2 separate regions of the Triticum aestivum genome follow, and region 2 is linked to region 1. A link is a contact called in public Hi-C data. All regions are on one chromosome and are shown on one strand. The core of a region is the stretch at or near the end of the contact, and the rest is flanking DNA. Distances in the headings are between cores, read along the strand shown.

Evidence for each region. Hi-C and Micro-C count contacts between places; a contact is called where the count stands out from the background.
Region 2: a Hi-C map of leaf shows a contact between it and region 1, with 4 times the contacts expected there. The contact joins the promoter of LOC123164182 here to the promoter of LOC123167789 in region 1. A contact is called at or near these places in 2 of 5 Hi-C or Micro-C datasets (both in leaf).

The regions. Positions count from the first base shown.
Region 1 is chr7D:389,529,924-389,537,529 of IWGSC CS RefSeq v2.1, forward strand. It overlaps LOC123167789 (purine-uracil permease NCS1-like), which reads left to right and starts at 4,992. Exons shown (of 1, transcript XM_044585652.1): 1 at 4,992-6,954. The coding sequence starts at 5,091. The coding sequence ends at 6,761.
Region 2 is chr7D:389,945,982-389,953,587 of IWGSC CS RefSeq v2.1, forward strand. LOC123164182 (BTB/POZ domain-containing protein At1g30440) reads left to right here and starts at 3,312. Exons shown (of 4, transcript XM_044581593.1): 1 at 3,312-4,039; 2 at 5,850-5,919; 3 at 6,163-7,389. The coding sequence starts at 3,981.

The DNA of each region.
Region 1 (7,606 bases), core at 3,742-6,241:
GCGTCGGCGTCGTCGGTGGAGCGCGGGCCCAGCCGGCTTGCGACGGGACCGCGGGGTGCCGGGTTGGCCGAAGCCGGATTGCCGCGTCGGCCGGATGGTGGAGGAGGGTCTTGCAGGCGCTGGCCTCCCGTGGCCGGCTTGTTGCCCAAGCCGTCTCCGGCCGTCATGGCGCGGGTGCGCCAGGTTCGCGTTTGGCCAGATTGAGCTTCGTTGGGGCGCGGGGCAGACGCCGTGTTCTGCTGCTCGCGCTCGGGGTCTTTAGAGCAGTGCGAGACTGATCCCGCCAGATGGTCGGGGCGGTCCTGCTGCGCGTTCGCGGTGTCGAGAAGCTCGTTCACGCCCTGCAGTCGCTCCTGCAGCTCCTCGCCCTGCAGTCGCTCCTGCAGCTCCTCGCCCTGCAGTCACTCCATGCCGACGGCGGCCGCTTGCGCAGCGCGCATGTTCTTGGAGGGGGTGTCGTAGACGGTCGGGGCCGCGCCGAGGGCACGGCCAATGGCGCCGCCACGGGCCCGCACCTCGGTGACCCGGCTGGGCTCGGCAGCGGTTGGCGTGAAACCGTATGCGGCATCATGCTCCCGCTGGACGAATTCCAACCGACGCTGGATAGTAGCGAGCGTCGTGGCCTCGTCCAACAGGCACTTGCGGCCCTCCTCGAGCCGGGCCAGGGTTTCAGCAACGTTGGTGGCGTTGGTGTCGGTGTCGATAGGGACGTTGAGGTTTTGCATCGTGGCACGCAGCGGGTTAGGCACGTCGGTGCGCTCCGCCGCGGCCTTGGCGGCAGCAGCCTTCTTCGCGGCGCTGGATGAAGTGGAGCCGGAGTCGGTGGCGAACACCTCCACCCGGACGCAGAGATCCGCCACCCCGGCGGAAACTTCGTCGCTGAGGGGGACGGGTGAGTCGGAGACGTCGAGCACCCCGCTGGGATACTCATCGGCCGCGGGCACGTCGGAGATGCGCAGCACGATGAAGGAGGCAGTGAGGGCGTCAGCCGCAAGCGCGACGTGCTCGTCGGAGTCAACGCAGGGCCCCGTCTGGAACATGTCTCCGGCCGGGACCTCGAGCTGCCCCACGGTGGGCGCCAACTGTCGTGGTGGGCGCACGGCAGATGCCAAGGGATGGCTAAAGAGAGGGACAGGCTTGAGGGCACCGGTGGGCTCCAAAGGCGAGGTCGGCATGAGCGAGCGAGGGACGTAAGACATACCCAGGTTCGGGGCTCTCCGGAGAGATAACACCCCTAGTCCTGCCGAGAGTGGATTATATGTGGATGCGCGTAGCAGTACAGAGTTGCTCCTGGAGCTATTTGGAGGAGGGAGGAGGGCAGGCCAAGGCTTAGGCTGCTCCTTCTCCTGGTGGGTGGGTGTGTTCTACTAAATGATCTGATCGCCCCATGCACGGAGGCCTCCTGGGGGATTTTATAGGTCAACCCCCCAGGGCTACAATGGTAAAGTTACATGGCCATGGGGCCGGGACGTCAGCGTCTGGGAAGCCAGAGCTGGGACCCGCCGGGTGCCAGGATTCATCGGGTTCTTCGGGCGCGGCCCCCGTGCGCCAGGGGGAAATGTTCTCCGTCTTGTCATGCGTCACGGAGTGGTTGGGCCGGCTCGGCTACACTGGCGCATCGCCTGGTCGCCATCGGCTTGTGTCAGCGGTACGAGGGCGGCACTGTTGCCACGTCGGCCTTGGTCAGGGGAGTAGGTCGACCACTATTGCCACGCCCCTGCCAGTCAGAGGAGTTGGTGGGGCACTGTGGCCTTGCTCATCCCCTCTATGGAGACTTGTTCCGTCGTACGCCTTGGATGGGACGGGAGCTAACCCGTGGCTGGGTTGAGAAAGACGCCACAAGGGCGCTGGCTTGTTGGAGAACTCTTGGCTTGTCGAGTTCGGCCTGCGTGCGCGAGCAGGCCGGGCCGTGTTTCAACCCGGTCGGGTTGACGAACCTGGCAAGCGCAAGCCGGATTGAGGGGTGATGCCAGCCTCGATGTTTTTGAAAAAGATCCGGATTCCGTTGCCTGACCGGAGTTCATCCCCCGACATCTAGAAGCAGAAACCACAACCGCAATCAGGACTGCAAGAGGGAGGACGAACAGGAATCCAACCTTGTCGCGATATGAACAAGGTCGGCCAAGGCGGTGCAAAGAAACAACGATGGGACAACAAGTCCAGATGCCCAGGGCGCACCTATGAGGAAATCAGGGCACCAAGTCCAGTCGGTGCAAAGAAGCATCGATGGGACAACAAGTCCAGGCGCCAAGTCCAGTCCAGACACACGTATCATTCTTTCTAATACGAGGTGATGTCTCATCGATAATGGGATGCACGCAAATATTTAGTTAATTTCAAGGCTCCATAACTCTAGTATTCAACGGGCAACAATGTGCATGTCTTTCTTTTCCCTCCAGCAAGACGACTTGGGCAAAGTCCTCCTCCCCTCGATCTTCGTCGCTGAGCCCATGGACCCGCCACGGCTCTGCCTATGCTCCGGCTAGTAGATATGTTAGGGATTTAGTCCTCGCATGAGTGGCTCTGATGGATGGCGATGCTTCTTCGAGTCAGTCTTCCGGCTTCGTTCCTTCTCAAGTTCATCCGTCGACACAGATTATATGAGTTCTGGCGTAAATTCCTGCCAGTTCCTCGGGGCGGCGAGGTTAGGGTTTCTCATTGCACATATATGACAACGAGATTTAGTGTCAGGTTCTTTAGATCAATTATTAAAGGGCGATGCTAGGCGCCGGCGCACCGGCCGGACGCTTCGGCCGGTCCAACCCTAGCCGTCAGATCGGCCCATTCCGATCCGTTGGATCCTTATCCAACCAGGGCGTCGTCTTCCTCTCGCGAGCGCGGACGGGAAAGGAACCCCGTCTCGTCGCCCGTCTTCGCCGGTCGCCCCACGCTCCGGCACTCAGCTCGCCCCGCCCGCTCGCCGCCCCGGCCGCCGGTTGGAGCTGACCGCTCGCCGCCTCGGCCGCCCATCGGAGCGCCATGGATGCAGCTCCGCGACTCAACTCGTCCAAGTCCGCTCGCCACCCCGGCCGCCCGTCGGGGCCGCCCCGTGCCCCGGGACTCAGCTCACCCCGACCGCTCGCTGCCCCCGCTGCTCGTCGGAGTGCCATGGATGCAGCTCCGCCTCACCGATGATTGGTTCCAGCAAAAAATAGAGATGCCCCGTGGTAGCATTTTCCCGTGTCAGTCGTAGCAAATGAAGACAATGGTTGCAGCAAAAAAAATCCATCAGCGTCGCCATTGTAGCAAACATGTTAATCGGATGTAGCAAAACACATCGCCAATGGTAGCAAAAAACGAGGTTGTTGCAACAAAAAATGTTCATCCTCGTCGTCGCCGGTCACACCTCAGTCGCAAAAAAAGTACCATGGCCGCATGAATGGATGTAGCAAAACACACAGACGGTAGTAGCAAAAAATTGACACGGTTGTAGCTTTTCCCCTCTACGGTGGAAGCTTTTCTGTAAACGATTGAAACTTTTTTCGTTTTGAGCAGCGCCTGGGTGAAAAATTCATCTCTCGTTCGGTTGAAGCTTTTTTCATCGAAGGTTGTAGCATTTTCTGTAGACGGTTGTAGCTTTCCTCGATGGCACTGAACGCTTGCAACTTTCTGATATCCGATGTAGCAAAACTCGGCGCCGGTTGTAGCTGAGTGGTGTGCCGGTTGTAGCAAAATGTGATACAGGTTGTAGCATGTAACAAAAAAGCGCGATGTCTAGTGTTTGCTCGCGATGACGATGACACCGTTTTGCTGCAACAGTAGTAGATTTTTGCTACCACCGGCGATTGAATTTGCTACAACCGGTTCTAACAAAAAATCACCGTGGGGTGTAGTCTGCCATGGCTGGGGAGGCTCGAGCGCTGCAAGGTCTGGCGAGGGGCGGCCGGGGCGGATTCCAGGGAGAGGCAGAGGGGCGGATTCTGGGAAGAGACAGAAGGGTAGTAGTCCGGCGAGGGGCGGCCGCATGCGAACGAGATCCGGCGAGGAGCGGCCGCACGCGAACGACATCCGGTGAGGGGCGGCCGCACGCGGACGACAAGGCGCTCTTCTCTGGCGGCGGCGGTCGAAGGAGCCCGCTGGTCGTCTGGCCCGCGCGTGGTGCCTGCCGGCTCTGGTGCCCTCCTGTACGTGCGCTGCGCGAGGAAGAGGGAGACCGGCCGAATCGTTCCGCCGGTGCCCCGGCCCCAAACGTTTCCCATTATTAAAGGGTTCAGCGGTGAAGATTGCGGCTCCAGAGTGCTGGTTCTTAGGGACACATGCACGAAGACTTTCGACTATATTTGACAAGTTCAGGTCTTGTTCAGTGGTTCAGGGACCTTGATGTAATTTCCATTATACTTGGGGTACTTCGTAGTTTTGATGAACTTTTTATATTAGATCAGAGCCTCTTTTGTTAAAAAAAAGGCATTGGACGATTTGCGAGTACATATCCATGAGTATACTCAGCATTGCCTCGAAAATTAAATATGGTCAAATTAGAAAACCGCAATTGTTTCACGACACAAATTTTCAACGTGATCCAAGCAGTTGATGACTTTGATGTCATCGATGATTCCGAGCGTATCTTCGTGGATGGAGCAGAGCGCACCACCGAAGCGTTTAACCACTCATGAGAGATGTTGCACTCGGGCCAGCGGGCGTATGTGCCGCAGTGACGAGGTCACTCTTCATCTCCTTTCACTGTATCTGTGGTGATACATTTTAGTACTGTATATATTTTTAGAAGGATTATTTTTTACAATGAAACCGTGGGAAGATGGCCACAGTCTCTTTTTTTTTTGTTGCGTGGTGAGGCATGGCCACCTTGACTTTGCCTAACAAAAAACGAATTTGATCTTTTGCCGTAGGCAATGGCCCGTCGGTACCGTAACCAGCAGTGCAACCAACCAACCAGGTTTCGGCTCCTCGGACGCAGGCCCCCCTGCACGTAACACGTGCCCCTCCCCTTATCACCTCCCCCGTTTGCAAACACACTCGAGTCCAGCAATATTTCGCGCCACACCCTCCTCTCGTTCCTTCCCCTGCTTCCCCTTCCGCTTCCGCTTCTCTGCTCGCGCGGTGCGGCCACTACCACCTCGACAGTCGACACGATGGCCGCCGTGTCCATGGCCCTGTCCCGACCGCTCGCCGCACGGCATTCCGCTCACCACCTGCAGCTGCACCACCTCCTCGCCGTCTCCACCTCGCCGCCGCGGCTGCCTCTGCTCCCGCGTGGGCCGCCAGCCGGGATCGCGCCTCTGCACCTCCCTCGCGGCGGCGGCACGGCCAGGAGGATCATGCCCGTCTGCCCCAGGCTTGGGTCGGGCGGATCGGACGACCTGGCCCCGACGCCCAAGTCGGAACGCACCATGACGGGCTTCGACCTGGCCAGCCTCTGGGTGGGCCTCGTCGTCGGCGTGCCGGCCTACTACCTCGCCGGCAGCCTCGTCGACCTCGGCATGTCGGCGATCCAGGGCGTAGCCACAGTCACGCTCGCCAACCTCATCGTGCTCGCCACGCTCGTGCTCACGGCCGCGCCGGCCGTCACGCACGGGCTGCCGTTCCCGGTGCTCGCGCGCGCCGCCTTCGGGGTTCACGGCGCGCACGTCCCGGCCGTCGTCCGCGCGGTCATCGGCTGCGGGTGGTTCGGGATCGAGTCGTGGATCGGCGGCAGAGCCATCTTCCTCCTCCTGCCGGCGTGGCTCAAGACCCACGCGCCGCTGCTGAAGCCGGTGCCCGGCCTCGGGGCCTCGCCGCTCGAGATCGCGTGCCTCCTCGTCTTCTCGGCCGCGCAGCTCGCCGTCATCATGCGCGGCATGGACGGCATCCGCAAGCTCGAGAAATACGCAGCACCGGTGCTCGTCGCGCTCACCTCCGCGTTGCTGGCCTGGGCCTACGTCTCCGCCGGCGGTTTCGGGCCCATCCTCTCGCTTCCGCCGCGGCTGGTCGGCGGCGACTTTTGGCAGCTCTTCTTCCCGGCGCTCACCGCCAACATCAGCTTCTGGTCGACGGTGGCCATCAACATCCCGGATTTCGCGCGGTACGCCCGGAGCCAGACGGACCAGGTGCTCGGCCAGATCGGGCTGCCGGTGTTCATGGGCATGTTCACCTTCGCCGGCCTCGCCATAACCTCCTCCACCGAGGCCATCTTCGGCCAGGTCATCTCCGACCCCATCGACCTCCTCAGCCGCATCGGCGGGCCCGCCACCAGGGTCCTCGCCATCTTTGGCATCACCCTAGCCATCATCACCACCAACATCGCCGCCAACGTCGTCGCGCCGGCGAACACCCTCGTCGCGCTCGCGCCGCAGACATTCACGTTCGCCAAGGGCGCGCTCGCCACGGCGCTGCTCGGCATCGCCTTGCAGCCGTGGCGGCTGCTCGGCTCCAGCGAGAGCTTCGTCTTCACCTGGCTGCTGGGAAATGCGGCGCTCATGGGGCCCATCGGAGGCGTCGTGCTCGCCGATCACTATATAGTGCGGCGTACCGCGTTGGACGTCGACGCGCTCTACTCGGAGGAAGCCGGCAGCCCGTACTACTTCCAGGGCGGCTTCAACGTTGCCGCGATGGTGGCGATGGCGGCAGGATTCGCCGCCGTCATGCCGGGGTTCTTGCACAAGGTCGGGGTGCTGCCGACAATGTCCAAGGCACTCGTCGTGGCCTATGACAACGCCTGGTTCGTCAGTTTCTTCATCGCCGGCGCCGTCTACTCCCTGCTGCGTCTCCGGAGAGGGGTTGAAGTGAAACGACAGTACAGTCGTGCCACTTCATACTCCTACTAGATTGGGTTTCAGAATGACACTACATACAACAATATTTACTGACAAGACTACTAATAAGCAAACAAGAAAGTGCCTCCATACATCTTATAAACAGTAAAATATGTATTACATTTATTAATCAGCCAAACAGTGGGATGGAGTTTATATGCCTACATTTATTTTGTGAGACAACATGCTACTGTATGTACGTTGAATATATACATGGTTCAGCTATTTATTTATTTTTGGAATGAGACGGTAGTATTTGTGCGTGAATTTACCCAGTAGATCCTACTGTGGCGTGTGGACTGCATGTATTTTTCTTTGCCACAGAGCCAAAGCGCATAATGTTTTGGTACCTTGGAATTAACGAAGCATGCATCGTCTCAGGCCTCATTTGTTTGTTTGTTCTACTGTAAAACCGTAGAACAATACTTCTACGGTATTTTCATTAATAAATTAAAATGTGTACAAGCCAGCAAAACAATATAAAGAAAATTTAACCTATGCTAGTTCTATGAAGTATTGACATCAGATTATATGTTATGTTCTACCTAACTACGGATCTTTTCTGTTTTGGTGTGCTTTGCCTTGATCTGAGTAGTTCACATTCCTTCCTGTAAATAATGCTTCCAGCCATGAATGTGTGGTGCAGCTGATATGAAGATCTTGCCGTTTCTTATGGACCAAATTCCCCAGCATCACACTGTTAGAATGTCCAATGCAATATCTTGTGGCAGTTGAAGTAGGGCAAGCTGGAATTGATAAAATATTGATATACCTCTGTGCCAAAATGGAATGATGTTGTCCCAGCACTGCAGTGCAAATGGGCAATTCCAGAAGAGATGTAGAAGTGTTTCCCCTGT
Region 2 (7,606 bases), core at 2,062-4,561, 410 kb after region 1:
TCACGGGAACAGAAGGTTGCGGCGGCGGAAAAATATTTTTGGTGGATGCCTCCGAGGGTTTTGGAATATATGTGAATATATAGGACGAAGAAGTAAGTCAGGGGACTCCCGAGGGGGCCACAAGGTAGGCCCCTCCCTAGGGCGCGCCCTCCACCCTTGCCGCCGCCTCGTGGGTCTTCTGGCTTGGACTCCAAGTCCTCTGGGTGTCTTCTGGTCCAAAAAAATCATTGTAAAGTTTTATTCCGCTTGGACTCCCTTTGATATTCCTTTTCTGCGAAACTCAAAAACAAGGAAAAAACAGAAACTGGCACTGGGATGTAGGTTTAAATAATACTCCCTCCATTCCTTTATCTAAGGTGTATTATTTTCAGCACGGTGACCAAGGCACATAATTATGTACAAAATTGCCCTTCTCTAATTTGTAAATTAGCGGCAAATAAATCATTTAGGCTAGGAAAGAAAAAGATACACACAATCGGGAGAGAGATAGTTTCCTTTTCTTTCTCTACAAGGAGATACATGCAATCAGGGGGAAAGTACTTTCCTTTTTCTGGAGGGCCAAGATCGAAATTACGAAAAATTAGAACAAATGCACCTTACATTGTAGAATTTTATCAAAAAACAAATACACCTTATATAAAGGAATGGAGGTAGTATAAAGTAGCATAATAATGCATACAATACATCCAAAACAGATAATATAATAGCATGGAACAATCAAAAATTATAGATACATTGGAGACGTATCAGTGCACATAGGTGAGCCTAGTTGTTTTAGGTTTTGTGCTTGACAAATTAAACGCTAGTTTTATTCTGCATTTGTTCAAGCCTAAACCGTAATTATTTAAAGCGCCTATTCACCCCCCCCCCTCTAGGCGACATCCACGATCTTTCACTTGGGCTGAGGGTTGAACATTCACGACTTGTAGGTTACACCAAGAGCTAAGAGCACCATAGAATAGGGTATTACCTCCACCGAATAGGGCCCGAACCTGTATAATTCCCTGTGCATACTCCTATTTCCATTCTTCGGTAGATACGATTGCCTCTGCATTCCTACCCCCGTAGCATTGTCTGGATTATATCCACGACAGCCGCTCCGCGCTCCAGGCATCACTTTTCCTTGGACACTTTGCCTATGGTCGAAATGAGCTTCAACTAGCCAGGCTGCATCTTGCGTTGGATTGCCTAACTGTTGGTAAAGAGCCTAGATCTCCCCATCATTGAGTTCCACCACGGCACTTTCCTCACTTCCCATGGAGCTATAATCTGGCGTGTCGACCATGTAACATCCTGGACCTAGGCCGCTTGCCACGGGCGTAAAGGCGCCATGGATGGCATCGCTATCGCGGGCCGCTCAAGAGGAAGTTGTGAGTGTGTTTCCCATCTTAAAGAAAAAAAGATTAAAAAAACATCACCTTCATCTTAATTCTTTTTAAGAAAATCTCGCATCACGTGGTATCACATCCATCTCAAAAAGAAAAAAAACTAGAAAAAATTTATCAAAAAGAAAAAGGAAAAAGGCTCACTTCCCTCTTCTAAAAATAATCTCCATAAAAGTAAAAATAAAATTTCATCGTGGCCAACCAGCATGCGCCAAGTTGCATAGCTGGTTGGCCGCCCTTTCACTGTGCCTTAATGGGTTTGGCAATTTTGTAAAAAAAAAGGGTAAGTGGAAAAGAAAGCATGGAACTGGATTAGTGCCTCGCTTGTCCTGTGACCGGGGGAATCTTTGCTGCCTTGGGACACAAGGGAAAGGGATGCATCGATTGGAGGAAGCATGGCATGGTGCTAATCATGCGCGGCTGCCCTCGCAGAATCCACAACCTTTTGCGTTGCCACAAGACAAACAAAAGTGATCAACAATGCGCCTACTGTCTAGTGCTACCTTACGGATAGTTTCTGTTTATGAAATTCCATGGTTGCTTCATCGAACATGAAAAACAAAAGATGGAGTGTTTAGGCCCTGCCCCGCGACGTGATTCCAGTTGTTTCTGGATGGAAGCGCCAATCTCCCCCAAATCTCTCGGCTGTCCCGACTTGCACGTTGGTGATCTCCATCATCTCCTCCACTAGGGACGACAGACCTTTCGGTCTCGAACATGCAAGAACTTGTCGACGGACATTGAAACATATGGATTCTTGCGGGTGTGGGTTTAGGACTTACGAGTGGTCATTTTGCTGCTGTGGTTGTGGACCACGGGGAGGATAGAAGACCCTCAAGAAAAGGCCAAAAGCACAGTAGCCAACGGTGGTTGATATTATAGTATAACAAGAAACACGCCGATTACCATTTACCGTCCCCTCACTTTCTCTGTCCAAAGATCTTCTCTTATCTTTAAAAAAATAAAGTTCCTATCTATTCATAGCAGTACAACGAAGAAAAATACAACCAGATCCCTAGACTATTTAGCCACGACTACAAACAATAAAACAAACCCAAAGCATGCCGTGGTCATCACCCAAGTTGTCAATTAGTTTGGAGGAGAGGGGCAGGGAGAATCAAAATCAAGAGCCTACCAATCAACAAAAATGAAAAAATAGTTGACTTCCTTCTCTCCTCCCAAGCAAACAAGAGATTAGGGTTCCTCCCTTCTATCAGCGGTGCCACCGATCTAACTCGTCTCATGTGGCCTAAGGTCATGGGCGTGCAGTGGATCCCGACCATTGCCGTCGGGAGGGCTCGGATGTTAGATGTTTTTTTGAATTTTGTTAGGATTTGTGTCCTGCTCAGAAATGTGAGACGGCGACGGTTCCTTAATGATGGAATAAAGTTTTCCCTGCCTAGCCTCCTATTCCGACGGTGCCTCTAGCATCGCCGGAGGCCGTGTGAAGGCGTGTCTCACATGATTCAGTTGGTGGTGGTCTTTGGTGGATCTGCTCAGATCCGGTCTTTGTTCATCTATGTTCATGTGTCTTCAGGCCGGATCTTTCCGATCTACATGTCTCTTCATCGATGGCGGTTGTTGTTCTGGTGCGCTAGTCCTATGTGGTCTTAGCACGATGACTTTCGGACTGTCATTACAACAAGTTTTGCTTGGCTCCGACGAATGAGGTGATGATGACCTTCGGCTTGCTTCAGTGCTTGTAATCGCCGCTAGGACGTCTACGGATCTGGATGTAAGTTTACTGTTCCTTGTATCGAAGATGAATAGATTGGAAGGTTTCGTAAAAAATAATACAAATACTACAATGCAGCCAAAGTGGATTCTGGGCCTGCCGGCTCTGGGCCCACAGCCTGGCTGCCTTCCTCCTCCTCCTCCTCCCCGTCTCCTTTCCGTTTGGTGTCCTTTTCTCCATAGGAAGCTGTGAAGCCCACCCAAATCCACACCACAGCAGGACTACTAGTACTAGTACACCGAGCCAAAGAAGAGAATGTTCTTGGATCCCCTTCCCTGCCTGCCACAACATTCCTACTCCCCCACCCTTCCAGTCCCCATAAACAAACAAACCAACAAACCTTCCTCCTCCTTCCCCTCCTCCTCCGGCGGCACCACTGGTCATCGACCTCTCTTCCTCATCTTCTTCTTCCGGGTCCGGGACGGTCCATTCCTTCGTTGAGTCGGGATCTTGGGCGGAAGAATCCAGGAGTAATTCGGCGGGTGGGTTTAGTTAGGTACCACAGTTATCCAAAGGTCCGCCGGCCCTTCTTTTCCGCGTCTCCAGAGGTCGCCGGAATCTCTCCTCTTCTCCTCACCAGTGGATGTGCAATCTCGTGTCGGCTCTCCGCGTAATCTGGACGCTCTTCGCCTTCCACGTCGCAGCGACGTCTCGGGGGATTTTGGGCTAAGATTGAGGTTTTGCGTGCGTCTGCCTGTGTGGGGAAAGTGCTTTCCTTTTCTCTTTTCTTTTCCCTTGGTTTCTCGAGGATTTGGTTCTGGTGTGTGCGGGGGGCCGGAATCTCTCTCTGCCTTTGATCCCAAGCAACCGGCCGCCTCGTTCATGTAGTGCGGCGTCCACTGGAACCTGGGACTCCTAACATGGCCTGCCTCAAGCTGGGATCAAGGGCTGATGTGTTCAGGAAGCAGGGTCAAGACTGGTATGAACAGCTTCTCTCTCTTTCTTCATTTCCCCCAACATGATCCTCTGCCATGTCTAGCCTCATGGTTGCAAATGACAATTTTAACATCTTATTAAAGTTGCTTCACCTTTTAATCCGTGCAATGTTTTCATTACTTGCTCTATTTGCTGCCATAATTGACATTTTTTAGCCATTGGAGTGTTTGTCCCTGTGCCATTACTTCTTTCAGGAATTGGAAAAATAATTGAATAGGTGCCATATGTGTGTACTAGAAGCTCCCATAAATCATCCATGGCCCAACCTCTTCCTGTTGGCCTCATCTGGGGTACTGATTATAATATGCTAACCAACTCCTTCTGGATGGAAGGCTCTGATCAAAACATCGAGCCCAGGCCAGCTAGGAAAACTACAACCGATTTTTGTTTTTAAGCTGACGCAACTTTCTGGGAGGACTCCCTACCAGTTATTTATCTAAAGACAGCCTGTTAATCAATATCATTATGCTAGGACTGTCATTTCGATGCATTCGATGCTCATACCGTTTGGAGTACTTCATCTGTTCCTGGAAAAATGGAACCTACCTTTTATAGTACCATTTTTGGGAGTTATTCAGATCAAGGCAGTGATGGGTAAAGGGATTAGCATTTATTCCCACCCTTCCATGAGAAATGTTGTCTCACCTGACTTTTGGGCCCGGTCGTTCTTATGTTCAGTACTTGCTGGAGCTGCACATGTTGGGCACTAAATGTGCCATATTGATTCCTCCAAATTCTGTTCTCTCATCACAATCACGCCGAGCATTACTCCGTCAGATACCGGTCCTGGAATATGTAATAAACTGCTACAAATCTGAAACTTGAGTATTTTTTTGGTTACGGTTAGAAGGCTTATAGCTAATCTCTCTTATGTGGTCTCTTGTATCCTATTTAAGTGCAATCTTTTTTTAGAACCATCTTTATTAGGCACATCACTTGATCAACACTTCTAAAGACATCTAAACTGTATTTAGAAGAGAGAGAAACAATTGTGACGTAGATTATTATTTTCAAGTCTGACCATGGATATTTTAGTGCATTTCTGTGTGCATACAGTCTAGAAGTTAGGAAGTCAAGCACGTTAATGTGCCTGGAGCTGGTTGTGATCAATGTTCAAGATATCGGTAACTAGTACCATATCAGTTGGGTGCTGAGTAGGGACAAATAGGCAAATTTTCCAGTTAATTGGCCGATAAATCAGTTAATCGGCTACTCGGTGACCCACCGAGTAGCGATTAACTGACCGAGATGCCGGTTTAACTAGCCAATATTTGGAACAATATTCATGATAACACATGGCCTTTTTATCCCTAAAATTTTCCATCTTAATGAGACAAGCTGGGGCTGATGTAAGATGTTGATATTCAGCTGGATTATGTAGTGCATTAAGTTTAGTTCACTCCGTTGATGAGCTCAAAGAGCACCAAAGTATACCATGTTTTTCCAAGAAGCAAAAATGCTGGAACATGTAGGAACAAATACATGTTGAAATAGTAGAAAAAAAATAGGGATAGACATGGAGGGTAGTGAGTTTGTACATCTACCCCCACCCAAGCGAGGCTCAATTGCTACATTGAGCTCATGTTCACTTTAGAATAGATGGCCGAACTAAATGCAGCTCATGTTCATACAACAAACTAATATTATCTCATGTGGTTTGGCTGGAATAATTTTCCCACTTATATTCATGTACTTCCGCATGCTCTACAGTTATAGCTTTGTAAGCACACTATTTTATATAAACTAAATTGTTTGAACAGAAAATTACTAATAGAAATATGTCTGTTATGTAGGTATTGCACTACTGGCCTTCCCAGTGATATAACTGTGGTGGTTGGGGAACAATCTTTTCATCTCCACAAGGTAAAAATTTCACTAATATAGTTCACTAAGGCTTTCATGTGTTTTCACACAATTTTGTTAGCATTGTGCGATTTTTACTTTGATTCTGGGAAACTTCTAGTACCAATATGTGCATACCACTCCGTCCATCCCAAAATAAGTGTCTTTGATTTAGTACAACTTTATTTAGAGACAAAAAATAGATGTACATGTCTGTGGAGGATGAAGTAAATTACCTTGTAACAATTGATATCTGTTTTACAGTTTCCTCTATTATCGAAGAGTGGCCTTCTGGAACGTCTCATCAGAGAGAAAATTGAGAAGGGAGAAGATAGCTGTGCCATTGATCTATCTGATATTCCTGGGGGAGCAAAGGCTTTTGAACTAGCTGCTAGGTTCTGCTATGGTGTGAAGTTTGAATTGACTTCCTCCAATGTTGTGCACCTTCGCTGCGCTTCTGAGTATCTTGAGATGACTGAAGAGATCGCCGAGGGAAATTTGATTGCGCAGACAGAGAACTTCCTTACCCAGACAGTTCTCAAAAGCTGGAAAGATTCAATCAAGGCACTTCATACTTGCGATGACGTCATTGATCTTGCTGAAAAATTGCAAGTTGTGAAGAAGTGCATAGACTCAGTTGCAACTAAATCAAGCACTGATCCCGATGTATTTGGCTGGCCTGTCGCCCAGTATGGTGGTCCCACACAGAGTCCTGGAGGGAGCTTCTTGTGGAATGGTATTAGCACTGGAGCAAGGCCAAGAAATTGCAGTTCAGATTGGTGGTATGATGATGTGTCATGCTTAAGCCTTCCATTATACAAGAAGGTAATCTCAGCTATGGAATACCGAGGCGTCAATCAGGACATTATTGTTGGATCCCTTAACCATTATGCCAAAAGGCGTTTACCTGGTCTGAATCGGCGCAAAAGCATTAGCGATGTCAGTAACTGCCTTTCAGTGTCAACTTTAACCGCCATGCCTTCTGAAGAGGAGCAAAGGTATCTTCTTGAGGAGATTGATAGGCTGTTACCTTTCCAAAGGGGTGTTACATCTTGCAAGCTGTTATTTGGCCTTCTGCGCACAGCGATCTTCCTTAAAGCCAGCTCATCCTGCATGTCCAACTTGGAGCGTCGGATAGGTTTGCAGCTTGATAAGGCCACTCTGGAAGATCTTCTAATAACAAACATGTCTGAATCTATTGAAATGCTCTATGATGTGGATTGCGTACATAGGATTCTTGACCATTTCTTGGCAATGGATCAAGAAACTGGTGGAGCTTCTCCTGGCATTGGCGAGGATGGGCACCTATTGGCTTCTCCATCTCTATTGCCGATTACTATGGTTGCTAAGTTGATCGACGGCTACCTAGCTGAAGTTGCACCAGATGCCAACCTAAAGTTGCCAAAGTTTCGGTCTTTGGCTGCTGCCATACCAGACTATGCTCGGCCAATAGATGATGGACTTTATCGCGCTGTTGACATCTATCTGAAGGTAACACTTCTTTATTTCTGCTCCCTGTTTCCAATGACACAATAACACACCGGTAGGTGAATTCTTTTGCATATCCTCAGTAAGGCAAATCATTATTAGCATCCATAACTTAGTTCTTCCTATCCTTGCAACTTCTTGTCAAAGTTATATTTAGAAAGATTGGTGGATGGCTGTTCTGTATTCAGTTCCAAGACCTTTTCTCAGTGAAACTAGATAG